2 separate regions of the Sus scrofa genome follow, and region 2 is linked to region 1. A link is a contact called in public HiChIP or PLAC-seq data. All regions are on one chromosome and are shown on one strand. The core of a region is the stretch at or near the end of the contact, and the rest is flanking DNA. Distances in the headings are between cores, read along the strand shown.

Region 1 (3,463 bases), core at 259-2,758:
AGAAAGCGGTGGTTGCCAAGGCGGGGGGATGCCGCGCGACTGCTTCACGGACGTGGGGTTTCCTTTCCATGTGATGAAAACGTTCTGGAAGTGAACACAGCGGTGATGGTTGTGCAACCATGTGCATGTGTTTGCGGTAGATTAAAGAAGAGAGAATTTAACGGGTCCCTTTTTTCCCTGGAGCCCATTTGTTTTCCTGTTGTCCGCCTTAAAACCAGAAGGGCCCCGGGACAAACAGCGAGCCGGGTGGGAGACGGGATCACGCCCCCTCCTCCTGGAGCCTGTGAGTGGCACCTTGAGGGCAGGGCGGTGATGAAGGACTGAGATGCAGAGGGCACCCTGTGATCTGGGGGGACCCCAAATGTAACCACAGGGTCCTTGGGGGAGGGATGCAGAGGGAAGCTTGAAGAACCCAGAGAGAGGGACTGCAGGATGACGGAGGCAGGGTGGTGGAGTGAGGCGGCCACAAGCCAAGGGACAGCAGCAGCCACCAGAGGCTGGAGGAAGCGAGGACAGATTTCCCCCCCTGGAGCCTCTAGACGGAGCCAGCCCTGTCGACACCTTGACCTAGCCCAGCGACCCCGATTTCAGCCTGCTGACCCCCGAACTGTCAGAGAATACATCCCTGTGGCTTTAAGCCACTGAGTGTGTGCTAATTTGCTACAGCAGCCATGGAAAATCACACAGCCTCACAGTCTGGAACGTGACCTGTGTAAGTTCGGGGCTTGCTCGCTTTTCTTTCCTTCCTTCCTTCCTTCCTTCCTTCCTTCATCTTTTTAGGGCTACACTCGGGACATATGGAGGTTCCCAGGCTAGCGGTCAAATCGGAGCTGTAGCTGCCGGTCTGTGGCACAGTCAGAGCAACACAGGATCCGAACCGTGCCTGCTGCCTAAACCACAGCTCATGGCAATGCCGGATTCTTAGCCCGCTGAGTGAGGCCAGGGTTTGCACCTGCATCCTCATGGATACTAGTCGGGCTCATTAACCACTGAGCCACGATGGGAACTCCACTTGGGGGCTTCTTGCACAGATGAAGGGCTGGAAGGGAACTGGCTCCAGGCCGTGCATCTGTGAGCAGCATCCTTCCCAGACCCGAAGGGGCCTACGTCAGATTTGGGGAGGGGCTAGACTCACCCTGGCAAGCAGAGGGAGCCCCCCGGCTGGGCACCAGCTGACATGCAGCGGAGAGGAGGGAGTCCCATCGTGTCCTGACAAGGGCGCTGGGAGTCGTTTCCAACCGCGCCCGAGCGGAGCCCACCCCTCCCTCAAGAGCCCCCAGCAGAAATGGTCGCAGTGTTGGGGGGGGGGGGGGCAGCGGCCCTGGTCAGCTGTCCTGAAGCAAGATCCTACTCCGGGAGGCACAGAGGGGCATCGGGCTCCCTCCTCCAGCTGGACTAACTGGGTGCAGAGCCCAGCAGCCTCCAAGGGAGTGGCCAGCCCCGTCCTGCAGGGCCATGTGTGACGCCCGAGGCAGTGGCGCTAGCATCAGCAGCATCCTCAGAAGAGAGGAAGTGGCTACATAGCATCCTGCCTCCCTCTCTCTCTCATGCACACGCACACGCACTGCCCCCACCCCAGGTCACAGGTCCCGGACGTTTCTCCTGCCAAGCCTGGTTGTGAGCGCAAAGCTCAGCCCTCCTGCCAGCTCCCTTCCCACCCACCCCGCCAGCAAAGCCCCACGGGACGCAGCAGATGTTCCTCGCCAAGTGCCAAGAAAAACGTCCTTCCCTCTCCTCTGTGGGCAGGTCGCTGGGCTCCCGCACAGGAGGCCGGGGGAAGGGCCAGGCCGCTGCAGTGTGGGTCTGGGGGCTGACCTGGGCAGGGAGCACAGGCAGCCACACGCCCCCAGGGAGCCTCTGCGCGAGAGGCAGGCGGGCCTCAGAAAGGTGCTGGCGCTCTCATAAGCCCCCACTGTCCCTGGGGGGCCCCCAAAGCCCCGCGTGAAGACCCAACATGCAGGGGGACAGAGGGGCCCTGCCCCCACAGCGACTGCAGCAGCAGAGCCGTGCTCGTTGCTGTCACACTGGGTTGAGAGCTTGCTTTCTTCCGGTTTCTTTTCAACTCAACCAGAGAGAACGGTCGGCTGCCCTCAGCTCAAAACCGAGGCTGCCTCCCCTTCCTCTGGCCCAGACTCACTTCCTCTCTGAACATTCAACCTGACCTCCTCACAGTTGGTCTACACTGTGGCTTCTCTCTCCCCAGCACCCACTCACTTCTTCACCTTTGCCGTCTGGCTTCGGACCATTTCACTGCTAAAACCGACCTCCTGGAAAGGTTCTCCTGGTCAACCTCCAGTCCCCCCGCCGGAGTGACCTCGGGGGCAGCCTGAGACCTGCGTTAACCACCCCTCCCAGGAGGGCACGTCCCCAGCCACTCTGTCTCCTCGTCCCCCAGGGCAGGGGTTCCGAGCACACGGAGGCCCCGTCTCAGTCTCTGCAGGGAATGGAGCGGCTGGCCTCACCCCGGCAACCAGCTTTAGCCGTGACCCCAGGGCCGCCTCTGGTCCTGACCGCCTCCCTGCCAGCACATCTCTACCGCGTTCAGTGTTCTTAGGACCCTAGGTCTTCATCCAGGCCCCGCAGTCTCCCAAACCCCATCTAAACCTCCCTGTTAAAAAGTCACTGCCGCGGCGTTCCCGTCGTGGTTCAGCGGTAGCGAACCCAACTAGTATCCGTGAGGATGGATGCAGGTGCAATCCCTGAACTTGCTCGCAGACGCGGCTCAGATCCTGCGCCACTGCGGTTGTGGTATAGGCTGGCAGTTACAGCTTCGATTCAACCCCTAGCCTAGGAACGTCCATATGCTGCAGGTGTGGCCCTAAAAAGCAAAAAAAAAAAAAAAAAAAAAAAAAAAGTCACTTCCTCCAGGAGGCCCTCCAGATGTCCCTCCATCAGATGTGACCACTACCCCCATTTTGTGCTTCCCGCCTCATACCCTGACCTGGTGCACTTGCCTGGCTGACTTACTCACCCCCTCCCGGTCGCCTAGGAAGCAGCCCTGATAAATATTTGTGGGACTCGGTGGCAGGAAAGCCCCATTTCCTCCTTTCTAAGAAGAACTCCCCCCGCCCCCACTGTCAGGTGGCATCTTCCCCTTGCAGGCACCTTCAATACACATTTCTTTTTCCTCTGGCGAAGCTCTCATTAAATCAACAATGTGTCAGAAAGTATTTGATGACATCTTAACTCATCTGCAGCCAACTCGTGTTATTCTGCACGTGGGACACTATGTAGCTGAGCGGTAGCCCTGGGCACGCTTCCAAGCCCACTGACCCCCATCCTCCTCCCAGAATCCTCAGCACCAGCAACAACACAACCAGACCCTTGACGTGTGTCTGGCCCCATGAGCAGTGTCGCCCAGGGGAGGTCTCTCCGGGTGTCAGGCGCGAGGGCCGCCAGGTGGGGGCGCTCCAGGTCGGCATTAGGTGCCAAGCTCCCGACCTCATCCTTTGCTGAAATAATG
Region 2 (3,512 bases), core at 832-3,331, 88 kb after region 1:
GGTTAACCCCCCCAAGCTTCCTGCAGTACAGGACCAGGTCTCTCTGCCATGCGATGCGTGCGCACACACGCGTGGGCATGCATGCGTGCGCACGAACACGCGCGCGCACACACGCACACACACAGAGGCATCTGCACGTCTCCTCTGGGCACCAGGAGCTCCCAGCCCTGTAATCAACTCCCGGGAAGGCACCAAATGCTATTTCAGGAAGGAGACCAAGACGGCCTTGAAGCCGGACTTTGGCTGGCAGTGAACACGCAAACCACACGGTGGACAAACAAACCACCGCCGGTCTCCCCGTGCCGCCGCCCCAGACCCCCAGTGCCAGAAGCAGGTCCCCCCACCCTTTCCCAGACTTCAGTGCCCACAGTCTCGGCGCCCACGGCATCGTAAGATGCCAAAGTGGCACAGTGGGAAATGAAAGAGAAAGAGGGAGGGAGGGAGAGCGAACTCAAATAAAAGCCAGACTCAGCAAAGCATCCTCTTCCGGGCATTAGGTCCCAGGACCTCGGAGAGTCAGAGAAAGAGAAAGATACCCACAAAAGTGAGTCAGAGACCCCTGAGTGCCGAAGTCCCGAAGGGCAAAGAGAGCTGTGAGTTGGGGGAAGGGCTGGCGGAGGGGCAGGGCCGCTTGCCTACCTGTGATCCGGTCTCTCTCCATCACTCCGGGTATATTTAGCAGCAGGCGGGAGTCCCGGCGTCCCCTCTTCCAGAGGCGTCCTCCCCTTTCTCACCCCGGCGCCCTCCCTCTTCTGCCGCCTCCTCCTCCAAAACTCTTTGTCTGGTCTAATTTCTTCAATCTGTTGCAATCACGAATGCATCCAAATTACCACATTTCCATGTGCTGATCATATGTCTGTGCTCCAAACTGAAGTAGCATTGTCTCTTTGAATCGAGAGGAAAGGGAGCGAAGGAGAGAAAATTTAAAAAAAAAAAAAAAAAGGAAGAAGAAGAAGGAGAAGGAGAGGCGGGAGCGCGGGCGGGACGTGGGCCTTGAAAAGCTCGCCGGGGGCTCCAGGGTCCTCCGGGCGGGCGAGGACCGCCGGCTGGCGGGGCTTTGTGCGCGGTGGCTCCAGAGGTGCGGCGCGGCTTCCGGCCTTCTCTCCACCCCCTCCAGCCCCTCCGCCCCGCGCTCCTCTCCTCTCGCTGCTCCTTTTTAATATCCACTTGGAGAAGCTTCACTTAAGCCTCTTGGAAACCAGCTCAGAGAGTCAAATTCCTGGCGACTTGCGAAGTCTTTCACTCCCGCCCCCTCGCCCCGCGATGCCGCGATTTCCTTTGGTTTAAAAAGCCTGGTTGCTGCCTGCCCGCCCCCGACCTCGGCCAGTCACCCCAACTCCGACCCAGCTGGAAGGAGGGGCAGCCGCACCCCAGGCCGGCGGCCGGGGGACCGGCCAGGAGGACACCTGAGGGGGATGAGCCCGGAGAAGTCACCCCTGCAGACACCCGGGTGTCCCTTCAGCCGCGGTGACAGAGGCAGCTGGCCGTCCCGCCCAAGTGGAGGGAGCGAGGGATGGAGACTTCCTGGAAGATTCCTACCACACGCTCATGAGTCAGTGAGTCTCCAGCTGTCCCGGGGAGCGAGCGCAGCTCCTTTGCCACCGACTTCCCCAGACTCAGCGCCTCTCTGGGCGGGGACACGGGGCCAGGCCAGGCTGGGGGCTCAGTGCTGCTCCCCGTGGTTCACCTGGCGACATGAGGGGCCAGCACGTGGTCAGAGTGAGGACTGGGGGCTGGGCTGGGGGCTGGGCTGGGGGGGCGGGTTGGGGGGATCCCCTCTGTCTTTAAGCTTCCTTCACCGCGAGGGTTCAAACTGGCAGCCCTCTGCCTGAGACACAGAAACGGGTTTTCTTCGCCTGACCCTGTTCAAAGAAAACGCGCATTCGTGCCAAAGTCGGGCGCGTGGGCAATTTCACCGAGGGCTCCAGGTTTTCCGCTTCTCTCGGGAAAGGGAGGGCATACGGCCACGTGGACGGAGCTTCCTGCCCGGACGAGCCTACCGGGCTGGTTGGAAGGGTGCTACCCCTTTAGATGAAGCCACGTTTTCTGGTTTGCTGTGGTTCCCACAGTCCCTTGACTCATTTTCATTATTTGCCGGCCCCTCCCCCAGGTGGCCTCTGAGTTTGCAGTCCCTCCCGCCCCACAGTCACATGGGCTGTGTCACAAGAGGCCCATGCACAGTTCTCTGTTGGATGGCACAAAGTCCTTGTCCCCTCTTGACCAGGCTCAGTCCCCAAAGCAATCTCCTAGGTAGCATGGCATCTTCTTGTGAGTGTGTACGGGGCAGCTGCGAGGAGGTGGGGGTGACATCTTCCGGGAGACACCAAACAGCAACCCCCACCCCCAGCAGAGCCTGGAGGACAGCTGCCTATGCTGCGAGGGAAGGTGGGGACAGAGATCCAGCCAAGGAGGACCCAGGGGCTCTGGGGGCACTGCGGGAGGCTGAATAACGGCCCCAGAGTTCTCACCGCCTAACCCCAGCACCTGTCAACGCGACCTTATGTGGAGAAAGAGTCCAGTTGCAGGTGGAATTAAATGAAGGATCATGAGACTGTCCTGGGTCCTTAACGCCATCTCCGAAGAGGGGGCAGAGGGAGATCCCCCTGCCACACACACACACACGAGGGGTGCACAGACAGAGCAGAGAGACTGAAGATGCTGGCCTTGAAGACTAGAGGGACAAGCCACAAGCCCAGAAGGCGGGCGGCCCCCAGAAACTGGAAGAGGCAGGGAACAGCTTCTCCCCCAGAGCCTCTGGGGGGAACAGGCCCTGCTGCGACCTGGACTTCAGACTTCCGGCCTCCAGAACTGTGAGAGGACAGATTTCTGTTGATTTAAGCCACCAAGGTGGCGGTCATTTGTCACAGCCGCCACAGGACTCTCCAAGAGGCACCACAGACCCCCCTGTATGATTTCACTTCATTCTAAAACATCGCATTCCACCAACCCCCGACAGGCGCTGAGTTAGAACAATGGGAATCATGAAAGGGTTTTGACTGATTTAACCTCTTTTCTGATTTCGAAAAAATAAAATCCTATTGTCTTATCTGATTATAAATGTAGTATATATGCAGTGTATTAAATTTAGCAACTATAGAACACGTATAAAGAAGAAACCCCTCTAATGCCATAGGGGACTCCCCAGTACCAATTCCCGCTGCAGGGAGCAGGTCCAGGAAGGCCCCAGGAGCTGGCAGACCCAGGCCAGGCCATGGGGGGCGTGGGGAGGAGGACAGCAGGCTGGGCCAGGCCGAGGAGCCTGCCACCCCGACTACCTCCCGCGGGCGCTGGCTGCTGCACAGGCGCTGGATTTTCTTGCTGTGGTTGGTGCAGCTGCTGAGCACAGCTTTGACCCTGGGCTTTCCCTCCCCCACCCCAGCCCGGCACAGTCTGGCTCAATGTCCATTCCCAACCATGCCTAAAACTCCAAGCATGCTGGCGCAAGCGGGGGATCATTTGAAACCAAAAACCTGGCAGCCCCCATTGGCCGTGTTAGTTCATGAGCTGAGCCG

What was found. HiChIP or PLAC-seq counts read pairs in DNA pulled down with a chosen protein or histone mark.
Region 2: an H3K27ac HiChIP or PLAC-seq map of skeletal muscle shows a contact between it and region 1. The contact joins two enhancer-like sites. A contact is called at or near these places in 9 of 47 Hi-C or Micro-C datasets (alveolar macrophages, embryonic fibroblasts, fetal heart ventricle and 6 more) and 2 of 2 datasets of contacts at active chromatin or transcription factors (alveolar macrophages and skeletal muscle).

Annotation. Positions count from the first base shown.
Region 1 is chr12:4,291,208-4,294,670 of Sscrofa11.1, forward strand. All of the region lies in intron 3 of SEPT9 (septin-9), which reads right to left. LOC106504796 (basic proline-rich protein-like) reads right to left here. Exons shown (of 2, transcript XR_002336965.1): 2 at 2,853-3,463. LOC110255962 (a long non-coding RNA gene) reads left to right here. Exons shown (of 2, transcript XR_002336966.1): 2 at 1-165. Among named protein-coding and RNA genes, the nearest start is that of SEPT9, 55 kb to the right of the region's middle. Within about 2 kb of position 1,509, at least 30 of the 83 cell types and tissues checked have an H3K27ac peak or open chromatin away from gene starts, as enhancers often do. A contact at or near this core is called in alveolar macrophages, fetal liver, liver and 2 more, where this site is marked.
Region 2 is chr12:4,378,885-4,382,396 of Sscrofa11.1, forward strand. No RefSeq gene overlaps it. Among named protein-coding and RNA genes, the nearest start is that of SEPT9, 33 kb to the left of the region's middle. Within about 2 kb of position 2,082, at least 38 of the 83 cell types and tissues checked have an H3K27ac peak or open chromatin away from gene starts, as enhancers often do. A contact at or near this core is called in alveolar macrophages, fetal liver, liver and 2 more, where this site is marked.